4 separate regions of the Sus scrofa genome follow, and all the other regions are linked to region 2. Evidence: chromatin contacts called from public Hi-C and promoter capture Hi-C data. All regions are on one chromosome and are shown on one strand. Each heading gives the region's core, a stretch centred on a gene start, on an enhancer-like site or on the middle of the called end of the contact. The rest is flanking DNA. Distances are from core to core; before and after follow the strand shown.

Region 1 (2,893 bases), core at 137-2,636, 210 kb before region 2:
CTTTTACAGGAAAATCATACCTATAGAAAACCCCTAAAATTAAAACAGAGCTGGAAAAGAATAAAGACCATGCATTTGTCATTAAACTCAGAAGTGGAACCCCTGGGATTTGGTATTCTATAACAAGACTGGAAACATTATTTAACATTAATAAATAAACATCTGGATTGACTTGCAGTCTAAATTTAAATGTACTAAACATTCTGGCTCTACTCTAACTATACTGCATTTTCCTAAATTTTCCAATGTTTCCTCTGTCCTTAGCTTACACTTCATTCTCTTATGACTCTTTTAACTCAGGTCTTGTTTTCCATGAAAATGGACCTTGTTCTATAAATGTTTAAGCATCAAATGTCCATAAAAAATATGGAATTGGTTTTGATTCTGTCCCTCATATTTGCACAATGTGGGTCTTTAACCCACCCATATCGTTTTAATGGCACCATGTAATCACACCATCTGCTTCTCTTCCATTCTTCTAATACTCTGTGCTACATCTAATTCCAAGAGAGCCAAAATTTACCACAATTTTTGCTGTGCTCAAATTAAAACTTAAGGTCATTATGAAGCTATCTGTTAAGTCCATTCTTTAATGTGAAATTTAGCCAGCGTTAGCCCAGTTTGGGATAGGATTAGGGAGAAAAGACATCAAATATGATGGAATAAGCCAGATTAGGCCATAATCATGGCCAAATTTAAATTCTGGATACTCCAAAAGCAAGACTACATGGGAAAGTAAAGGTCAGTAAAACACATCTCCACCAAGCAAAGTACCATAAAACCAATGCAAAGTTAAATGAGCCAGCTACAGAGAATTCTCCTCATAAACACAATGTTTAGACTTAATCTGTTTCTCACCACCTTCATTTGAGAATGTTGGTCTCAGGTCCCTGGGCTGCTGTTGCTGCCTTGAGCCTTTTTTGAGTCGTAAGCCAAGGGGTTGCTATGCAGTCCCAATGCATGGAACCAGAGTTAATCATTCACAGGCCCTTTTGCCTGAAATAAGATGCTTTTCATTTCCCTTGGCTTATGTGAATAATGAAAAAAGAAAACAAACAAAGGAGATAACTGCACTATGTTAAAAGATAATCCCTTAGCATAACTATTGTCTAGAAGGCTGAGCACCAAGGGCAGGCAAAAATCCAGTCTGCATTCAGTGACTAGGCTGACATTTATTTATAAGAGATTATGCCATGACAGAGCTTCAAGTCATTTAGAAATGCTCCTATTCCCCAAAGGCCTCCGCTATATTTATATGCAGGATCCCATATTATTTTTCCTGGTGTTATGGCAACAAAGATTTCAATGTTTACAGAGCTATCAAGTTCTGACAGGCCAGGCTGGGGACTTTGCATCACTGGCTCGAATTAAAATGGAGCAAGAGGCCTTGGGAGCCAGCATAGAATCAGCTGCCTGAACAACTAATACCTGAGCAGAGGAGAGGTAGGAAGCAGGCAAACTGTACTCATCAGCTGCAGGGCCCCTCTCCCCAAGGGAAGCTGCCCTCAGGAGCCTGTGGTCTGAGGAACAGATGCAAAGGACGCTGAACCTACTAAGTCACATTAAACCCGAAAGAAAAGCAAAGCCCAAAACCTCACTACAATTTCGTACTCTGCTCAGATATTTAAAGCTCTGCTGAATATAGGATGTTGGGGTCCATTATGAGACCTCTGTGGGAGTGGAGGGGGAAATGAAAATGCAGTGGGTGAAGAAAGGGCAGAGCAAGTACTCTCTCTGTGCCCGCTTTTTGTTTTTAACTACACAGTGGAGAGCAGCCCCGCTCACCTTCACACCTAATTTCATCACTGCCCATGGCTTAGTAGTTGCTTGAATACTCCAATGCTGGGGGTAATTACCATGTGAAGCTGGCTATAAAAATGTCCTAGAAATACTGGTGTCCATCTCACAAACAGATTATCTTGAGAACCTGCCACCTACTCCATGGAAATAACTATGTGTAAATGGGACCTCATGGTCTGAAGCTCTCGGCTTTGAAGTTGCCCTTTGGAATGGACCCAAACTCCACCATCCTCTGTGACTGAGACACCAAGCTAGACATCATGAAAACACAAGTCCTTCCAAATATGTGCTTGGGATATCTTGGTTCCTGTGAAAGCAGGAAATAAAAGCCACAAGCTTAGCCTGGGCTACAATGACCCACCCCTTTCTGGTTCTAGATGTGGACTAAGGAAACAATATCAAGTCAGAGTGAAATGGACCAAGAAGTTCTAGACCAAATTCCTTTCTTTCTTTCCTTTATGTATGTGGGTTCATAAGTGTAACAGTGCATACTTGCTTACAAAAGTGCAGGATGGACGTCACAAACGTGTCTAAATTTTTTTCTAATTTGAGATTTTGTTCTATTTAAAATTATAAATAGCAGGAAATAGGCATATTTCCTAATGCTTCAGATGAACATGCCAATGAGTAATAAACTGAGACTTACCATATAACATAGGACATGTGGGGGAAAAAAATTGTTTACATGCTATGGATTTTCAACTTACATAAAATAAATGTTCAGTATGGAGTAAAAGGTATTAATAGTAATTGCACTAAATGTAGGCCAGGCTAGGGACTTCACATCTACACATCTTTCTTGATAAAATAGAACTAGAATTGACTAAGTGTGACATCGCAGCCTTTCCCTTTGGAAGGGCTGCTTCCCAAGGCCAGCCAGAAAGACTACTTGGAAAGTATGGGAAAGGAGAGCATGGATTTGTGCCCCAATAGACATCAGCCCATCCAATGGGAGCTGTTTGCAATCCTTGCTGCCCTCAGTGACTTGATCGCTCTTTCTTCAAGGTCTGACTTTGCTCACAGTTTGCCAACTCCCTTGGGATCCTGGCCCACAGGCAAGATGATCTGTGGCTGGTCTTCGCAGCAGTCAGAA
Region 2 (3,206 bases), core at 494-2,993:
ATTTGATGTGAACAAGCATTAGATTAATGGTGAAAAATTAGTCAAGGTATACTCCATGCACTAAAAAAAAAATTCAAGAGATTCTAAACTAAAATGAAATCTCGAAATAAAAGGTCATTTACAGCAGAAACCAAAATTTTAAAACTAGCTAATTAATCTACAAATTGCAAAAATGAACATAGACAAATACAGTTCTTGGTGTTTTACAGCCTCTAAACACACAGAAAACTCAATATACAGTTCGGTGAGTGTTAAGAGTATTCACAATTGAAATCATGAAAAGATTTTTTGTAAGTTTAAATAAGGGCTCACTCACCTAACGAGATAACTTTCATGCACAAATAAGTGTTAGGCCTTTAAAGTAGTATTGGGAAATCCTGGCCATTTTAATTATCTGTATTTCCTCTAATTTAAAAATCTGTATTTATGTGCCAGATCTTGATTTTCAAAAGCACTGCCAACTCCGAATCAATGTGCTTCTTGTAATAAAGTACAGTGATATCCTGATGAAAATAAGCATTTGCGTTTCTATACCAAGAGTAAATTATTTCTCACTTATAATGTATTCTCCATAAAACAAACTATCGAACTTAAAAACATTTCTGTTTTCAAGGTTGTAAATTAGATTATTTTCATACAAATTCCTCCCAAAGTCTACAGATCTGATCCAATTCAAGAAAGAAAAGAAAAAAAAAATCCATTCTCCACTTCTACCTTGAGCCAAACACATCAGCTTAAGGAATAAATCGGAAAGAAGACCATTTCATCTATCAACTTCACTGAGTGTCGCTGGACTAAGTCTTACACGTTAACTTCTTGCAGTTCCCCTCCCTCATTCTCCCAAAGCAGATCTTCACGTTTCCACTTTCTTATACCTTCTCTGAACTTAAGGAGAAACACATTCACAACCTGCTGGGTTTAGTCCTGGATTTCTTAAGGGCTGTTCAAAATACTCCATGGTTATTCTGCACAATATCATTCTGCCTCGCAAAAAACTTTTTAACCCACTATTTTTAAAACAAAAATAATCTAAAAGTACTAAGTCAGACTCCAAGCGAAAAAAAAAACACACAAAAAAACCCACATAAAAACCCGTGGATCTGAAGGTAGAAAAAAACACCAGGCACAACCGAATCTGAGTTTTAAATGCTAGTTGTAACGAAGATCATCCTGGGCGGTAAAGGAGACTACCAGATAAAAGGAGAAAGCAAAGAGAAAGAGCCACCTCTGATCTGAAGTAAAGCCCCTTTTCAAGCAGTGACAGTCCTCCATCTAGTTCCAAACACGGTCACAGGTTCTCGATCGCCTGTTTGCCCCAAGAAACCCCAAATCCAAGTCGAATACCTTTTCGGCCAATCCCATCACATCCTAAGGATCACCGCGGATTTCCAAAACCTTTTGGCGTATCCCACCAAAGATGCTTACAAATCAGGAAGAGCCTTCAGAGAGAACGTGGCCGGCGGAAAGCAAGCCCCGCGGCAGGGAGGGTTATAAATAAATATCTGTCTACACTTTAACGGAAAAGCCGGATTCCTAAAGAGCCGGAGCCTGCAGAGCGGCGTCGCCACATTGCCAGTTACCGCGGCAGAGCTGCGCCCTCTGCGATCCGCGCGGAGAGCAGCGCGGAATAAATAGTTGACGGAGAGGAAGGAAAAGGAAAAAGTTATGAATGAAAACAAGTTTTCTCTTTTGCTCCCTCTCTCTCTCGGGCAGGAGGAGGGGAGGAGGCTGAGGTTACCATTACCTCAGGAGGGCGGACTTCCCCGCTTTTAAAGTGGCAGTGCCCTCACCCCTCCCCTTGCCGCTCCACTGCTCTCACTACAGGGAATAAAGTGGCAGCTCGCTCGGGCGCACACCGACTCAGCCCAGGGGTCACCAGAGAAGTCGGGGTGTGCTGCGGCACACGCCCGTTTCGGGGCCCCCGGCCCCCAGGACCCGCCGAGCAGCTCCGCCCCGCCCCCGCCGGACCCTCCAAAAGCCTACTTGAAAGCGTCTTTAGCGTGGAGGGTGCTTCTGCGAGGACACCTCGGGTCATGGCGCCACCGCTGCAGGCGACTGGGGACGGGGAACCCCGCCTGGCGGTCTAGCGCGGCGGAAGGTTGCCCGCGGGATTGCCCAGCCTCGAGCGCCCGGGCGGGAGGGGCCGCGCCGCACGCGGGGGGCGCCCCCTCTCCCCCCTCCCTTCCCTGCGCCGGCCCGGCCCCCGCGCAGCTCCCCAGAAAGGCACCTGCCGCCCAGCCCGCCCAGCCAGCAGCCTCCCGCCCCTGCGACCTAGGCCGCCTAGTGCTGCCGCCCCGCACTCACCTAGGCCGAAGCGGGGGCGGGGGTCCAAGCTTTGCAACCCGGCGGGGGTCCTGGTGCGGATGGCGACGCACCAAGCGCCGCATCAACCGTGGCGAAGAGGACGGAGAGGCATGGCCTGAGCTGCGGCCGGTCGACCCGCAGCCTCCTCCGCCCCCGCCGCCGGGCAGGAGCGCTCCCCGCGGCCCCCTTCCGGCTGCGGGGAACAATCCTCCAGGGACTCCGCGCGGCCGGGTGCAGATCTTTCACGGCTCGCGTGCGCCGCGCAGCTCAGTAACATCCACCTCCCAGGCTCTTCTCGTCCTGCTTCCTTCCAAGAGCCAGAAAAAAATTTCCTTCGGGGGGCTCTCCGAGTCTCTCTTGATAGCGATCTAGGGAGCGGTAGGAGAAGAGTGCGTGACCTCCCCGCCGACCCGCCGCTGAGCAAGAACGAGGGTGCTTCTCGGGGTCCAGTCGCTCCTTCGCGGGAAGGGCGGGAGTGGCGGCTTCTGACGCGTGAAAATCCACGTCACGGACGCTCGAGACTCCGCGGCGCCTGAGACAGGGCTCGAACCGGCAGCCACAGGCGGGTCACAGAGCCGTGCAGGGCCCGGGAACACAAGCCGGCGAGGCCAAGCCGCCGCTCCCCGTGGGTGGGATTTTTTTTTTTTTAACCCGCTTTTTTAGGGGTGGCAGCGAAGGGAGCGAAGTTTGGGGGTCCTCCTCGCGAGAGGAGATGGGGCGTCGTCCCTTGGCCCCCAAGCAGGTTCAGGCAGTTTCCGGATCCCGCACGCCCGGCAAGTGGGGGCACGGCGTCCCCGGGAACTCCGGTCCTGGCGGTCAGTATCTCCCAGGCAGCGCTCACTCCCAGTCCTCCGAGCCTCCTGTTCCACGGGCTAAATGCCTGCTGCAGACGGTTAAAGATA
Region 3 (3,160 bases), core at 372-2,871, 130 kb after region 2:
AAAAAAAAAAAAAAAAAAAAAAAAAAAGGGCAATAAAACAGAATTTTTTGGTTAGAATTTCTGATTATATTCATAACTGCATTTTAATCATGTTACTATGTTGCTTTTGAATATCATCATGATTTCAGGAAGTAGGAGTAATCATATATATACATATATTTGTATATATATGTGTGTATGTATATATAGATATACGAATTTTTTTTCCTGCTTTTAGAAAAAATTCTTTTCACCCAATGATTGGATTTTGATGAAAATAGCTTTGAGAAGAACTTGTCTAAGTTAGATTCTTATATATAAGCCAAACTTTCACATCTTAATGAAAAAAAAAAAGGGGTTTTCTTGTTAAATAAGTTAGGGAAACACTTGGGTAGAAAAAAAATTAAACAAGTTTCTATATGCAGGAATTTTTGCAGCTTATATTAATGAGTATTAAAAATCTCCAAAAGGGATCTTCAGTAGTATATAGAAATTCTATCCCAGGTTTTAATTATAGAACATCCCAAAAACTAATATCACATTTTCACTTTGGAAAAATCTGCTGTATACTTTTTCACATGTCTCAATACCTAGAATATGATGTTAATTGGTTTATCAAGTATCTATTAATTCTTAAGTCATGTACAAATTAGTAAGCAAAAAGTTAATTAACAAAGTAAATATAGTAATTTTATTTAAAAATGAATGCTTTAGTTATTTTTGGACTATTCTCTACATTTAACATTAGTTCATTAGGTAGAAATGACGCATGATCAGCTTCCTTGATATGTATTTTATCATAAAATTCAAAACTGTACTTCAATCATGGGAATTACTTCTTCCCTATTTTTTTTGGCTATGCCCTCAGCATGAAGAAGTTCCCTTGCTGGGTATCAAACACAAGCCACAGCAGTGACAATGCCAGATCCTCAGCTACTGCTAGGCTACCAGGAAACTCCAAGTAAACATATTTTTTCAAATTATTAAAAATATTATCTAAGATAAATAAAATTAATGTTTATATACTCCTCAGAATCTATAGAGCAATTTTCACACAGTACTATATTTCATTTAATATTATTCTAAATTCTATGAATTAAGTATTCATATATCCCCATTAAGAAAAAGAAAATGAGGCCCAAGATCATACAATAAATGGCAGAAACTAAACTGAAATCAGGGGGTCTCAGAATGTTGAATCAGACCTTTTTTACTTTACTATCCTGCCAGTACAATATGATACTCAGCATCAGGGGACAAGAAAAAAAAAATCTTGTTCTGAAATATGATACAAGTATAAAAATTATTTAAAAATTTACCAAAATTATATAAAAAATTATCATCAAAAAAATTATAACACATCTACAGGTACCAGCCTCTATTTTATTGTTGCTGGGGATACAGCTGCAAATGGCTTGTTTGTTTTTTTTTTTTTTTAAGTTGAAGTTATCCTTTTCACCTTTCTGGGAAAACTCATTCTAGGCTATTTTAAAATTTCCTTTCTAGTAGTTGAAAGAACAACACGGCAGAGGATATAGGGCATACACGTCATCTAAGTCAATGGAACAACACTCAGCATGCATCTGTACTTCCTGCCCTCCACCCCCACCCCAAGTTGTAGCTGTCCCTGGGCAATGCAGGTTGAGTACACTTCAATGATTATAACACTGTCTGGGCCAACAGCCAAACTAGGCTTTTTCTGGCCTGATCTTGTCAGTGAAAGTTAGCTTAAAAAAAACGGTAGGAAAGAGCTTTCCTTCCTGTAAAGCCCTGAATGAGTTAACACCCTTCCTAGAATTTCTTTAAAAATACTGTTCTGCAACATTAGGGTGGAAGAATGTATTTTGAATGACAGCATGCTCTGTTATTTTTAAAAAAACCATACAACAATTCTCAATGAAGAAATAAGCCCAGAAGAAACACTTCTGGCCGCAAGGTCATAGACACTGTAGTCTTACATTAACTCTGTTTAAAAAATTGTTGGGCAAACTGCCTTCACCAGAGAACTTATTCAAGACCTTGGCAAGTCTTTATATCTCTAACAGCCTGTTCCCTCATGTGTGAAAATGATGGTCCTTTAATCAGAGAGGCCTATGTACTTCTGACAAGAATTCTTCTCAAAGTACACAAGATGAGAAAATACCCCACACAATTCTGCAAGTAATTCCATTGAGTTCAGCTGAAATCTGCTTGTGCACCCCAGACTAAGAATGACTCTATTAGATGACCTTTTAAATGGGCTTTCCAGATCCAATTCCATATACTATTTTACCCAAGGCAATGCCCACTGAATATATTAAATGCTCTTTATTGAAAATATACTACCATTGGCTCCTATTTATTTAAAATGATCATCAAGGGTGTGTATGTGAGTGCAGGGAGTGTATTTTTCTGTAAAGAAAAGCAGCACTAAGCCTTTACATTTTACTTGAATGAAAACATATCAATATATCATGATTCACGGAGAAAATTATTCCTGAAACTAGAGAAGAGAGGTGAATCCTTGATAACACTTCTGATTTATTTCAAAGAAATCTTGTGCTTCTTCTAGACATTTCCCACTTCCTTTAAATTCAACTGAAGAATAGGTATGTTAAAGGTAACTCTTAAATCTCTCTTGAAACTGTCACTTCTATTTCATCTTCTTTAAAATGATCATTCTAATTGCAAATACTGTAACTTCTCGTTTTCTAGCCATTTAATAGCACCTCAAAGGAAAAAGTCAAATTCAAGTATAGTGTTTCAGGCTTCTATAATTTTGATTTGAGTTTTCCAAGTTATATGCAGCCACTTTTCCTTTCTCACTCTGTGGGTCCAAGAGCATCTACGCAGTTACCGGTAGTGAAGCTTCAAGCTGCCTTCTGCATCTTTGTCCTCACACATAATTCTCTCTGCTCTGAATGACATTTTATCTCCTAGTCTGTTAGGCAAGCCCCACTTCTTATTCAACTTTCAGCTTAAAACTCTTCTCTTTGATACAACCTTCTACAACTCTTTCAATTTCTGTATAATTTGTAATTTGGCATACAGGTTAAAAAATGAAGGCAAAAGAATCACCCTAACTGGGTTAAAATTCTAGTTCCACTATTTTTTAGCTGTGTTTAAATAAATCATTTAAACCTCTTGGTACTTTAATATCCTTAACAGTGCTAGTATCTACTCAGAAGATGACTGTATGTAT
Region 4 (3,257 bases), core at 560-3,059, 130 kb before region 2:
AGGGGGAAGTTTCACAACCTCATTATTTGTGTAAGACAAGTCCACACAACCAGACTTTCTCCCATCTTGCTTTAAACATTTACCTAGTGCTTCTGGCATCATTTAGGTACATGTTTAGATCATTTTACATAGCACCCATCCTCAATTTAAAATATTTAAATAAGATTTCAAACCAACATGGCTTTACACTAACATTTCTTAAACCAAGGCAGAAAAAAATCCATTGCAGTCGATTCTCGGCTCCCCATTTCCACCACCATCCACTCCATCACCACTGCCAGCCCCAAATTGCTTTATTGCAGTGGAATTATGTTATAATGTTAAATTGCTATAATTCAAGTTTCAGACTAGAGGAAGAGCAGCACAGAGAGTTAGTCTTTCTGAGGCGAATTCGCAAAGGAAAATAAATGTGTAGCCGGAGAATTCAGGAAGATGGAGAAGGAACTTTGTGGCCCAGGCTATTTTCAGGCCCTTTAACCCCCTCATCCCTTAGCATATTCCTGGGGCTTTGTCCTTGTGGCTTTAGGGGTGTCTGAGGTAGTGGGAGGACAGTTGAAAAGTGATGGCCATGTGGTGCTAGAAGGAAAGAATCTGGAGTTCACCCCAGCTCCCACCACTGCCCACTACGCCTCTCCCCTCTGTTCCTCGTGCCTATCGTCTCAGCTGGGTCCTTTCCAAGTAGCGTGACTGATACAGAGACCACAGCACACATTTCTGGAAGACAATCCTTGTTACAGAAAATGAGCCATAATCAAATCAATAAAGCATCATTCCTACGAGCCTCTACCTGCCATAGAAAGGACACTGTTCTACCAAACACTGCTTTGAAATGAGATTCCACTGCTCCCCATACCCCTTCATTGAATAAAGATTCATTCAGAATTATTACGTGTCAAGTCCTCTGCCAGACGCAGGGGGGAGACACGAAGGTGAAATGACAAGAAGATGGGCCCTGCCCGCAGCGCACTGGGAAGAGGGCTGGGGGGAAGGAGTGTAAACTCTAACTTCTCTTTGTAGCTCTTTTTTCCCCTTTAATCAAGCCCACATGTTTCACGAAGGGGCTTGAAAGGAGGGAAGGATTATAAAAATGTTCACTTTCATCCTGCAGATATGAGAAAACAAGAACATGCTGCCATTACTCGACAACTTTATGGCTCCAAATAATGCCAGCGCACGCAGTCCATCAACAGAGGGCCGAAAGTCTGCACCCGGTGGGCATATCATGGGTGCCCGGGCGAGGGCGGGGGGGCATGCTCAGGCAATGCCAGTCCAGGGCCAGGCTTCCCAGGACCCCAGACAGGAGGAGGAGAAAGGGCCAGGGAAGCAGGAGGAAGGAGGCCCATCTGCTCTCAGAGCCAACAAAAGCCCGCCAAGCCCCAGTCCCCTCCACACACCTTCCTCCTCTTCTTAAGAAATGACAGAATTCAGGAAATATTACTTCGGCTTGCAGGCTTCTGTCCTGGCCTATCAAACCCACAGAGAAGTCCCAGCAAATTACTGGAAACTGCACTTTGAACTTAGCCCCTGGCAAGGAGCCCAGTCAAACAGCCATGTACAAGTTCCTTTCCTCCGAGGGGCCCCTCCACCAGGGTGTCCCTATAGACACTCAGAGAGCTGATTGCAACAGGTTGGAATGAGGCCCTGCGCCAGGAAAACAAGCCCTGACCAGTATGATTTCCTACTGCCTGTGCTGTTTCTCAAAAAGTTTTTTTTGGCATGTTCCCCCTCGTTTTGTTGGACTGGGTTACAGGCTCAGGTCCCATCGAGGAAAAGAGTGGCACCCTTTTCACAAAATGCTGAATCTTTGTTTAGCTCAAAAACTGCTCCATCGGCCCCACCGGTAAGTCCAGTAATGTCGGGGGGCAGCAGGGCTGGGGGGACTGGTCAGGCCAGTTGCTAAGCAAATTCTCTGAACTCCCAAGGCATGGAGAAGTAATTAGCTGGTAAACCCCACAGATATTTCTACCTCCAACAAGGGAGATGGTCTTTCTCTGCCCACTAGACCTCACTACACGGTCTGAAAATAAACCAACCCTAGGGGCTGTGAGGGCATCGGCCACTTCTGCCATGCCTGGTCCCACGACTGCTGCTCCTCCTTCAGAGGAAACCGCCAAAACATTGGCCTCTTTCTAGCTCTGTTCTATTTCTAAGAAAACTCAATTGCACAAGCAAATAAACGGACTTATAAAACAAAGAGGTCACCGAGAGACAGATAAAGCTAAAGGTTAGACAGCTGCAGAAACACGCCTCTATCCCAGCTGCAGAGGGAGCTCCCTGGAGGAAGCAGCTCATCCCCCAGGAACCATCAGCCACCTGCAAGGGGGAGGGGATACGCTCAGGGCTACTCCACTTCAGATGAAACATTCCTTTCTCAAGTACTAAAAGGGATTCAAATCACCACCAGATTGGGCCAGGGGTGACCTAAATCTCCTCGCGTGCATTTACTCTAACTGCTCTCTCAGAATGGGGCTTTTTCTGATGATACTTGTATTGTGTCATATGCAGAGTGGAAGGAGTGCAGCTATCTCCTCTCCTGATCTTGTGATAAAGAAAACTCCCCCAAACAGGCGTTTTTTAGTTTTATGTTCTTTCTAGAGATTGCACACCGATTGGGAGGGCGGCTAGTTCCACCTCTAAGCCCACAGCTTCCCCGCTCCTGCCTCCCTGACCTCTTACTGACCCAGTTATGCAATAACCAGCGGTCCATGAACACCATACAATCCCCCCCAAATGCTACTGAGGACATCTTTTTAGAGCACTGGTGCCTGGCCCTGGCATATTCAGGGAGGTTCCCACAGCTTTTCCACTGTGATTGTCAAAGCTCAACTCTCTTCCATTTGTTCCCCTCTCCTACCCCCACCCCCAGTGGTCCTCAGAGAAGTAACTCAAGAACAGCAACAAACCCAGACCTCACATAAAGTCTACAAAGATGGTGTGTACCAGTGAAGTGTTCGCTCCTCTAGGTATTCAACAAGCATTTAGGATGATTCTAACAAAGCAACTCTTACCATGTAGATCCCTCCTAGGCTCTGTGTCGTCTTCTACAAAACAACCTGGGAGAAAAATACAGACACCTTGGGGAGGTTGTGCCCATAAATGGCAGGTGTGAGGGGTCAGACCCAGCAGAGGGGACAATCAGAGCATGAACATATGTTCTAAGCCACAGAGACACAGAAAGCTGAGAGAACTAAGTAGGGTTGCAAAGAAGGCCTCCATCTCCATTCAGAAATCCAAGGGACCAATGAATTTCAGTCATG

Evidence for each region. Promoter capture Hi-C pulls out the DNA fragments that hold promoters and counts their contacts. Hi-C and Micro-C count contacts between places; a contact is called where the count stands out from the background.
Region 1: a Hi-C map of skeletal muscle shows a contact between it and region 2, with 4 times the contacts expected there. The contact joins the enhancer-like site here to the promoter of SPRY1 in region 2. A contact is called at or near these places in 1 of 5 promoter capture datasets (liver), 13 of 47 Hi-C or Micro-C datasets (brain, embryonic fibroblasts, epiblast stem cells and 5 more) and 1 of 2 datasets of contacts at active chromatin or transcription factors (skeletal muscle).
Region 3: a contact with region 2 is called in a Hi-C map of liver, with 7 times the contacts expected there. The contact joins the enhancer-like site here to the promoter of SPRY1 in region 2. A contact is called at or near these places in 1 of 5 promoter capture datasets (liver) and 6 of 47 Hi-C or Micro-C datasets (embryonic fibroblasts, heart right ventricle, liver and 1 more).
Region 4: a contact with region 2 is called in a promoter capture Hi-C map of liver, with 9 times the contacts expected there. The contact joins the enhancer-like site here to the promoter of SPRY1 in region 2. A contact is called at or near these places in 3 of 5 promoter capture datasets (fetal liver, fetal skeletal muscle and liver), 12 of 47 Hi-C or Micro-C datasets (alveolar macrophages, brain, embryonic fibroblasts and 6 more) and 1 of 2 datasets of contacts at active chromatin or transcription factors (skeletal muscle).

What each region holds. Positions count from the first base shown.
Region 1 is chr8:100,647,010-100,649,902 of Sscrofa11.1, forward strand. It overlaps a transcript of SPRY1 not described here. Among named protein-coding and RNA genes, the nearest start is that of SPRY1, 210 kb to the right of the region's middle. Within about 2 kb of position 1,387, at least 6 of the 83 cell types and tissues checked have an H3K27ac peak or open chromatin away from gene starts, as enhancers often do. A contact at or near this core is called in skeletal muscle, where this site is marked.
Region 2 is chr8:100,859,414-100,862,619 of Sscrofa11.1, forward strand. SPRY1 (sprouty RTK signaling antagonist 1) reads right to left here and starts at 1,744. Exons shown (of 3, transcript NM_001267835.1): 1 at 1,345-1,744; 2 at 317-503.
Region 3 is chr8:100,993,775-100,996,934 of Sscrofa11.1, forward strand. The region is part of intron 15 of SPATA5 (spermatogenesis associated 5); the gene reads right to left. Among named protein-coding and RNA genes, the nearest start is that of SPRY1, 130 kb to the left of the region's middle. Within about 2 kb of position 1,622, at least 16 of the 83 cell types and tissues checked have an H3K27ac peak or open chromatin away from gene starts, as enhancers often do. A contact at or near this core is called in liver, where this site is marked.
Region 4 is chr8:100,726,467-100,729,723 of Sscrofa11.1, forward strand. It overlaps a transcript of SPRY1 not described here. Among named protein-coding and RNA genes, the nearest start is that of SPRY1, 130 kb to the right of the region's middle. Within about 2 kb of position 1,810, at least 36 of the 83 cell types and tissues checked have an H3K27ac peak or open chromatin away from gene starts, as enhancers often do. A contact at or near this core is called in fetal liver, fetal skeletal muscle, liver and 3 more, where this site is marked.